2 separate regions of the Mus musculus genome follow, and region 2 is linked to region 1. Evidence: chromatin contacts called from public HiChIP or PLAC-seq data. All regions are on one chromosome and are shown on one strand. Each heading gives the region's core, a stretch centred on a gene start, on an enhancer-like site or on the middle of the called end of the contact. The rest is flanking DNA. Distances are from core to core; before and after follow the strand shown. Region 1 overlaps Naip2 (NLR family, apoptosis inhibitory protein 2). Region 2 holds the start of Ccdc125 (coiled-coil domain containing 125).

Region 1 (4,027 bases), core at 1,335-3,834:
TCCAAAAACTTGAGAACTTAGACCTTACACTGAATCACAAGATTACAGAGGAAGGATACAGAAATTTCTTTCAAGTCCTGGACAACCTGCCAAACCTGAAAAACCTGGACATTTCCAGGCATATCCCAGAATGCATTCAAATTCAGGCCATCACTGTCAAGGCTCTGGGTCAGTGTGTGTCCCGACTGCCCAGCCTCACCAGGCTCGGGATGCTCAGTTGGCTCCTGGATGAAGAGGACATAAAAGTGATTAATGATGTGAAGGAAAGACACCCTCAGTCCAAACGCTTGACTGTTCACTGGAGGTGGGTAGTGCCATTCTCTCCTGTCATTCAGAAGTGAAGGATGAAGTGGAAGATTACTGGCAGGTCCAAAAACCTGATTTTCTAGTACATTTCACTCTAGACAGGCATGGTGCAATCCTAGTACTTAGGAGCCTGAGCAGGGGGATCAAGAGTTTGAGCCGGGGCTGGAGAGATGGCCCAGTGCTTAAGAGCACCGTGATCTTCTAGAGGTCCTGAGTTCAATTCTCAGCAACCACATGGTGGTTCACAACCATCTGTAATGGGATCTGATGCCCTCTTCTGGTATGTCTGAAGATGGCTACAGTGTACTCATATACATTAAATAAATCTTTTAAAAAAAAAAAAAGAGTTTTGAGTCCAGCCTGGGTTATGTAACAAGACTTGACTCTAGACCCAAATCAAAACCAAATTGTTTACTATTGCATGCACAAAAATATTCTTGAACTGCATCAGACTGGTAACTGTTTGAGAGCCTGCATATCTACATTGAACTATGAGGAGCTGTGCCTTGGCAGTCCTTGTATAAAGATTAGAGCTTTAGTCAAGTTCATACAGAGAACCCTCCATTATCAAGGTCAACAGAAAGGGCCTGGGGAAAGGAACATTGCTCTATGTAAAAACTACACTGTGGAAGGAATAATTCATATACGTAAGAAATGGCCAGTTTAAGGATTGAGTCAGCTCTATACAGGATGATCAGGAGTTGACTTTACCATGGCTACAGCTCACCCTCCCCCCAGGAGATGCTCTTTAGTTTTTGCAGGGCTTTTGCATGTACACCAGTCTTGTGTGGCCTTGCTTGCTTATGCCATCTCTCATCTAATTGGGGGGGGGGGGGGAATTGGCTTAGAGAAAACTGTTTTTGTTCCAGAGGCTTTTTCATATATTAAGATAGCTTTATAATTTTGTTGGAAATTTACTCTGTTCTGGGTATGTCATTTAATCTTGCAAGAATTTCTGGGTATATTAACTTGATTGTGATAATTATTTGTCATTTCATAACTATCACCTCTCTAGAGGCAGTAGGACTTGGGAGAATAGAGCCAATAAATGAGGCAGACTAAAGTCTCATGCAATAGTCAGCTTTATTCAGAGCATCAGACAGTTTATACTCTGAGAGTTAAGAAAAACTACCTGAGAAAAGTTCTTCTGAGTTCAGGCTATACACAATCATGAAGACAAGTTGCATGTGGCGAAACATGTTTTTCTATAGAGCAGTGGTTCTCAGCCTGTAGGTCTTGACCCCTTTGAGGGTCAGATGATCTTTTCACAGGGGTCACTTAAGACCTTCAAAAAAACATAAATATTTATGAATCATAACAATATCAAAATTACTTATGAAGTAGCAACAAAAATAATTTCATGGTTGGGAGGTTACTACAACATAAGAAATTGTATTTGTGGTGGTTTTGAGAGGCCACATCTTTTAAGTTCAGACTCCATTTTAGAGAACCTGGCCTAAGTTTGAACTCAGGTAAACTAACAGGCCTGGTACCCAGCACTAGTTTCCAAATTACTCCCCAACAAAACCCAAACCTAGCTCTAGTCTCTAGGCTAATCCTCAACAAGACCAGCATCTCCAGGTTACACTCTTAACAGGACCAACATCTCCAGGTTATTCCCCCAACAGACCTGCACCCCCAGGTTACACCTTGGGGGGGGGGAGATGCAGATCACTAACATTTCCCTGGCACTAACTAGAGTTTGAATATGCTTGGCCCAGGGAGTGACACTATTAGGAAGTATGGCCTTGTTGGAAGGAGTATGTTGTGGTGGGGGTAGGCTTTGAGGCATTCTTCCTAGATTCCTGGAAGTCAGTCTACTCCTAACTGCCTTCAGAACAGGATGTAGAACTCTTAAGCTCCCTCCCCACCCCCACCATGCCTGTCTGGATGCTGCCATGCTTTCCACCATAATGATACTGGACTGAACGCCTGAACCTGTAAGCCAGCCCCAATTAAATGTTGTTCATATTAAGAGTTGTCTTGATCATAGTGTCTGTTTGCAGCAGTAAAACCCTAACTAAGACAGTATTCCAGGGTCACAGGCAGGGGCATATAAAGGATAAACATTAAATTGAATAACAACACAAACAATACTGAGCAATCTGAGCTGTGCCTTGCAGGACAAAGCCATGACAACAAAGCTCACTAGGGCCATGAAGCTGCTAGGAGCTGCTGGGCAGTATTTGGCTGCAAGAGACCTCAGAATGCTAGTGCTGCCAGCCACTGCGTGTGACACAAGGTGCCTGTGGCTAGAGCTGGTGCTGCAAGGACCTCCCTCAGTGTCTCGGCAGCATCCTCTGTGCATGCAGGGATGACTGGGGAGAGGAGTTCAGAACAGGAAGCCTGTTACATCATAAATACTCAATTTAGAAACAGGAGACAATAACTTGGCAACTGACTTAACTCATTGAGTAGCGCGGGTGGAAAAAAACCTAGGTAGGCTGTATGCAGTAGTACATGTGTTTAAACCTAGCTACTCTGAAGGCTGAGGCAGGAGAAACACAAGTTGAGGCCAGCCTGATCAATCTAGAGAGACACGGTCTCAAAATAAAGTAGAGGAAGAGTTGGGGAGGCAGGCTGCTCGGCGGTCCAGCATGTGTGAGGGCCTGGGTTTGATGACTAGCACTGCCCATGAAAAGGAAAGAGGGGCTGGAAAGATGGCTCAGTGGTTAAAAGCCGTAGTGATTCTTGCAGAAGACCCAGGCACAGTTTCCATTACCAGCATGGTAGCTTACAAACAGCTCTAACTCCGGTTCTAAGACCCAATGTCCTTTTCTGGACTCACTGAATACCAGACAAATACATGGTACACACGCATATGCAGACAAAATGCCCATACCCATAAAAGAAAACTTTTAAAGTCTTTTTTTTTTTCAATAAAGAAACAGTTCTAAAAAGAATTCAGTGGTCTTGTTTGTTCCTCAACACTTAAAAGGAAAACGCCAAAGCTGCATCGGCCCCTGACCACATCCTCCGTATTCCAGCTCCCTGAATCTGTCAAATGGGCAGAACAGTTTGCACCTTCTTAGGACATCCGCTTTATTTTTAAGTTAAAAAAAACAAAACAACCCAAGAAATCAATTTTTCATCGTAGTGCACATAGAGCATAACTGAAACAGGTGACAAAAATAATTGTAAACTCACACAAATAGATATCAAATGTGATTTTATTAAGCTCCAAATATAACAAGTCTGGAAAAAAAAACCAACTTTTTGTTGGAAGAGTTCCTTACGATCACTGATAAGTGTCTTTCCTGCTTACATTCTCTTCGCCCAAGCTTTTGCCATCTCCATCTCACCAAAATAGCTGCTTTAGCATCACTGCGACCTCCACACTGGCTCGTAGCATCACCAGTGACCTCTGACCTCCACATTGGTTTAGTCAATGACTGCGCTGCAGACTTTATCATATCTGTCCTGTCAGCAGCAGCTGAGCTACAGATGGGGCTCCTCCCTGGCCTCCAGGACGCACCTGCTCCTGCCAGGAGCCCTTGGAGCATCAATGACCCCTGCTTTCCGCAGAGAGCTCCAGCTCGACCCTCTGCTGTTTCTCCTCTAACCCCTGGAGGATCTGAGTTCTCCTGGCTTTGTCTCTGTGTTATACACAGCCTGGACCACCTCATCCTGCCAAATGGCTTTAAGCTCCATGTCCACACTATCTCCTCCGTCTACAGCTCTAGCCCTGCACTCTGTTAATAGAACTCCAATGGACACTGGC
Region 2 (4,169 bases), core at 316-2,815, 530 kb before region 1:
GTTACCACTCTTAAACACACGTTTCCAGCCGGACATTCTGCCTACAATCCTAATACAACTGAAACCAAGTTCGTTTCTTTCCCCACTCCCAATCCGGGTCTCTTCTAGGGTTCTCTATTTTGTCAAATGTGTCATCTATGTTTCAAAAGCATCAAGTAAATTTGGAATCAATTTCCCCCTTTCTCTTTGATCCTCACATGCCTTTAATCCCCAAGTCTTCAAGTCTCACAAATATCTCCCCAAATCATATCCTTTGCACTTGAATTTCCTAGTTGAATTTATGATAACTTCTGGCCTGAACCAACAGAGCCACCCTACACACCGTGCTGAGTCAATACTTTTTAAACAGATCTAAGGATGTCCCTCTCTTACCCTAACACATTCCATGGCTCCAATAAAGGTATGTCTCATTTGCTCACATCTAACAGATTCTCCAAGATATTTGTTGAAGCGAAATGAGAGAGGACACATTCCAAAGGGAAAAACTTAGGCAGCAGGATCTACCCCCACCAGCCTGACAACTTTGCTTTTAGCAAACAAGTTGATCAAACAGCTACCTACTTCCTGTCCTGTCCGGCTTGGTGGGGAAAAAACTAACATAAACCCTCCTTGGTGAACCATGAGCCGCTTCTCTTTGCTGTGGGCTGTATATATTAACTTTTAGCTTTAGAATAATTTTAGATTTACAATAAGTTGCAAAGATTTAGACCTCTATGCCCGTCACTTAAATTCCTCTAAAGTTAGCATCAGGGTACATTTATCAAAAATTGAGACAAAGACACCAGCGCAGGTTAAACTAAACCACACACTTCCGTAGATTTCCTGTTTTTCTCGAGGGCTTTTGTTCGTTCCTTTTTGTTTCAAGATATTGAAACCAGGATATTGCATAGCATTTAGTGCGTTACAGCTTTATGGCTCAAAACTAATAGTTAAATAATAGCAAGAAAAGACAGAAACAGAGTTTTTGAAATCGGTATTCTTCGGTGTCAGACCATTAATGGCTGGCTCTATGTGGGGAAAGGAGCCCTATTGCTAGTCTGACCACCACCTGCAGTTTCCACTCCTGGGCAGCTCGGCTCCATACCCTCCCCACCGCGGGTTCCCGGTGTCCTGGCCTGACGCTGGCACTCTGCGCATCCGTCCCAAGGATCGAACCTTCCGCTGCGCAGCCCGCGCGCCCCTTCAGAGGCTCACCCCACTCCGCCACGCGTCCTCGGGCCACGTGACTGCACGACCACCGCAGGGGACCCGAAAGGATCGCCAGGTCCGGGTGGGCCAGCGGCGCTTCAGCTCTCCTGAGCCCAGTATCCGTGCCTCCGTGCAACCGGATGTTAGCTGCCCTCCTCCAACTTCAGCTCCAAAGCCGGATGGACAAACCGACGGGCAAATAAAAGTCTGAGATTTAGAACAGACTGGGGCAAGGTGAGCGTCAATACATGGAAAATTATGAGTCCCAACCTTGGGACTTCAGGAACCCCCTAAGAGAAAAGTGTGCCGGAGCTGGGGTTCCCGGAGAGGTAGATCTCGGAACACCGGCTTTCGGCATTAGAAAGCCCGGTTAGGAACCCTGAAGGCAGCCTGGGCCAGAGGGAGCGCTGAAGCACAGGCGGAGCGGGAGGCAATGCCTGGAGAGCGACCCCTGCTCCTTTCCTATCACAGGTGCTACCTCGCACTAACCCATCCGCCATACTGGATCAACTTCATGACCTTGTTGAAATGGTTGTGTTCTAATTCTCTGTGCCAATACCCTTAACCGAAGACTTTGTTATTTTCAAACACTTTCCCAGGCTTGAAGATTACTCTGGTAGAAATAGACATCAGATCCTTCTCTGGCACTAATGAACTTCGCAGACTAGAGCCAGTCTAGTCTGTATTGTCCTTAGTTACTTAGACATGAGGAAAATCCGACTTAGAACGGATTTTATCTTGGGAGTCTTTCTCATAAACTTCATGCAATCACCTAGCTACGTGATTCTATACCTGTGTTGAAACTAGTGCACTACTTCCAGGAGTGGCTGTGTGAATTCAAAGCTCATTAAAAAACATGTTTCAGACTGCCGGCATACTAATATATGTTATCACTCATGTGTTTGTGATAGTAAAAATCTGCAAACGTATGTCCACCGGAAAATTGATTAATTAAAACTAATATATCAGGACTCCTGGGCATGGGGGCGGGCGGGTAGGGGGATGGAGAAAAGAAGACACCTGGTGTGAACTGCAAGGTCCATTAACACGTGCACACATGTACTTACATTCGTCTATTCTACAAATACACCGCACACACAAGCAACTCTTTTAACAGATGTGAAGTGTGTCTTTTTTTGAAGTGCTGGTAATCACAGTGAGCTTGTGACGGTTTGTTTGAGAATGGCTCCTATAAGCTTATATTTTTCGAATGCTTAGTCTCTGGTTAGTGGAACTACTAGGTTTGGGACCGATTAGGAGGTGTGACTTTGGTGGAGGGGGTGTGTCACTGAAGGTGGACCAGTCTCTCTCTTCTGCTTGTGGGTCAGGTGTAAGCTCTTAGCTACTGTTCCAGAGCGGTGCTCCCCACGATGATGGCCGTGGACTCACCATCTGAAACTGTAAGCAAACTTCCCAATCAGATGCTTTCTTTTATAAGTTGCCTTGGTCACGGTGTTTTTTCACAGCAGTAGAACAGTGAGTGACTAAGCCAGGTTTTGTACATCTAAACATTTGCCATCACTGAGCCACACCCCGAGACTACATTTAAGTCTCCAAATCTTTTTTTTTGTTTTTTGTTTTTTTTGTTGTTGTTGTTGTTTTCAAGACAGGGTTTCTCTGTGTAGCCCTGGCTGTCCTGGAACTCACTCTGTAAACCAGGCTGGCCTCAAACTCAGAAATCCGCCTGCCTCTGCCTCCCAAGTGCTGGGATTAAAGGTGTGCGCCACCACTGCCCGGCAAAGTCACCAAATCTTAAATCAGATTTTTTTTTTCTTCTTCTGTGACAGGGTTTCTTTATCCTGGCTGTCCTGGGACTTGCTTTGTAAACCAGTCTGGCCTCAAATTGAGAGGCCCATCTGCCTCTGCCTCCCTAGTGCTAGGATTAATGGCATGTGCCACTAATGCTGGGCTATTAAATCTGAATTTTAAGATGGTAAAAATTTATCTAAAATATAATTGAGAGGTTTGTATTTTCTGAGATGATACAATCCTCTCATAAATTAAAATACAGAGTATGTGTGTGCCCATGGAGGCCAGGGGACAACCTTGGAGACTATTCCTCAGGCACCTCACATCTTATTTTTAAGACATAAAATATTTAAAAAAATAAGACACCTTATTTTTAAGACTTCAGCCTGGAATGCATGAAGTAAGTAGGCTAGGCTAGCCCCAGAGCTAGAGAGCCACCTGTTTCCACCTCTTCAGCACTCAGTTAATAAGCAAGTGCCTGCCACCAAACCTATCTTTTTAAAAAGGTGGGTTCTGGGAATGGAAGTCTTGTCTTTGCAAACACTTTACTGATAGCCATTTTCTCAGTCCTATTACTATTTTTATAAAAAGTGTATATACACACATTTTATAGGCACCAAATCTCTGCAATATACCAGAAGCCAGTAACATTGTTTCCTAGAGGGAGGAGGGAGGTGATCTGAGTAAAGAGGTGGGCTAGAAGGCTAGTCTAACATTTATACCAAATTCTGTATACAGAACAAGTATCCAGGGTAGCTCCAGGGACAGATCTGACTAGGAGTGGCAAGGGAATGAAGACAGACAGACGGACGATAGACAGACAAGCGGGCTATGAGGTGGATTGGGCCCTGTGATGGAGAAACCTCAGCACCCTGTAGCTCCCCGTGTTGGGAGCTACTGCACACAGCTGAACTGTGCGGAGTTAGCACAGACAAGAAAGGAGGCAGTGGGTATGATAGGCAACTGGATCAAGGAGACAGATTGACCTAATCTCAGACCAGCCTCTATGCCATAAATACCCAGGGGAGAAAGTTATGGGGACATTTCTGCATGGTCAACATCCACATACACCACAGGAAGGCTTGCCATCCCTCTGAGCCTCAGCGGTGGGGTGGGATGAAGGCTCTCCTAGGGGTCTGAGGCTATGGGGTCCAGAGCGTGGCTCTGCCCATGGCTGGTACCCATGTACTCAGACTCCACTCACTGGGCTCTTCCTCGGCTCCCCACAGCCG

What was found. HiChIP or PLAC-seq counts read pairs in DNA pulled down with a chosen protein or histone mark.
Region 2: an H3K4me3 HiChIP or PLAC-seq map of bone marrow-derived macrophages shows a contact between it and region 1, with 2.7 times the contacts expected there. The contact joins the promoter of Ccdc125 here to the enhancer-like site in region 1. A contact is called at or near these places in 1 of 39 promoter capture datasets (pre-B cells), 2 of 115 datasets of contacts at active chromatin or transcription factors (bone marrow-derived macrophages and large pre-B cells) and 3 of 9 other capture datasets (adipose tissue, macrophages and pancreatic islet).

What each region holds. Positions count from the first base shown.
Region 1 is chr13:100,140,673-100,144,699 of GRCm38.p6, reverse strand. It overlaps Naip2 (NLR family, apoptosis inhibitory protein 2), which reads left to right. Exons shown (of 16, transcript NM_001126182.2): 16 at 1-637. The coding sequence ends at 341. Among named protein-coding and RNA genes, the nearest start is that of Smn1, 18 kb to the right of the region's middle. Within about 2 kb of position 2,584, at least 10 of the 459 cell types and tissues checked have an H3K27ac peak or open chromatin away from gene starts, as enhancers often do. A contact at or near this core is called in bone marrow-derived macrophages, where this site is marked.
Region 2 is chr13:100,666,877-100,671,045 of GRCm38.p6, reverse strand. It overlaps Ccdc125 (coiled-coil domain containing 125), which reads right to left and starts at 1,565. Exons shown (of 12, transcript NM_183115.5): 1 at 1,195-1,565.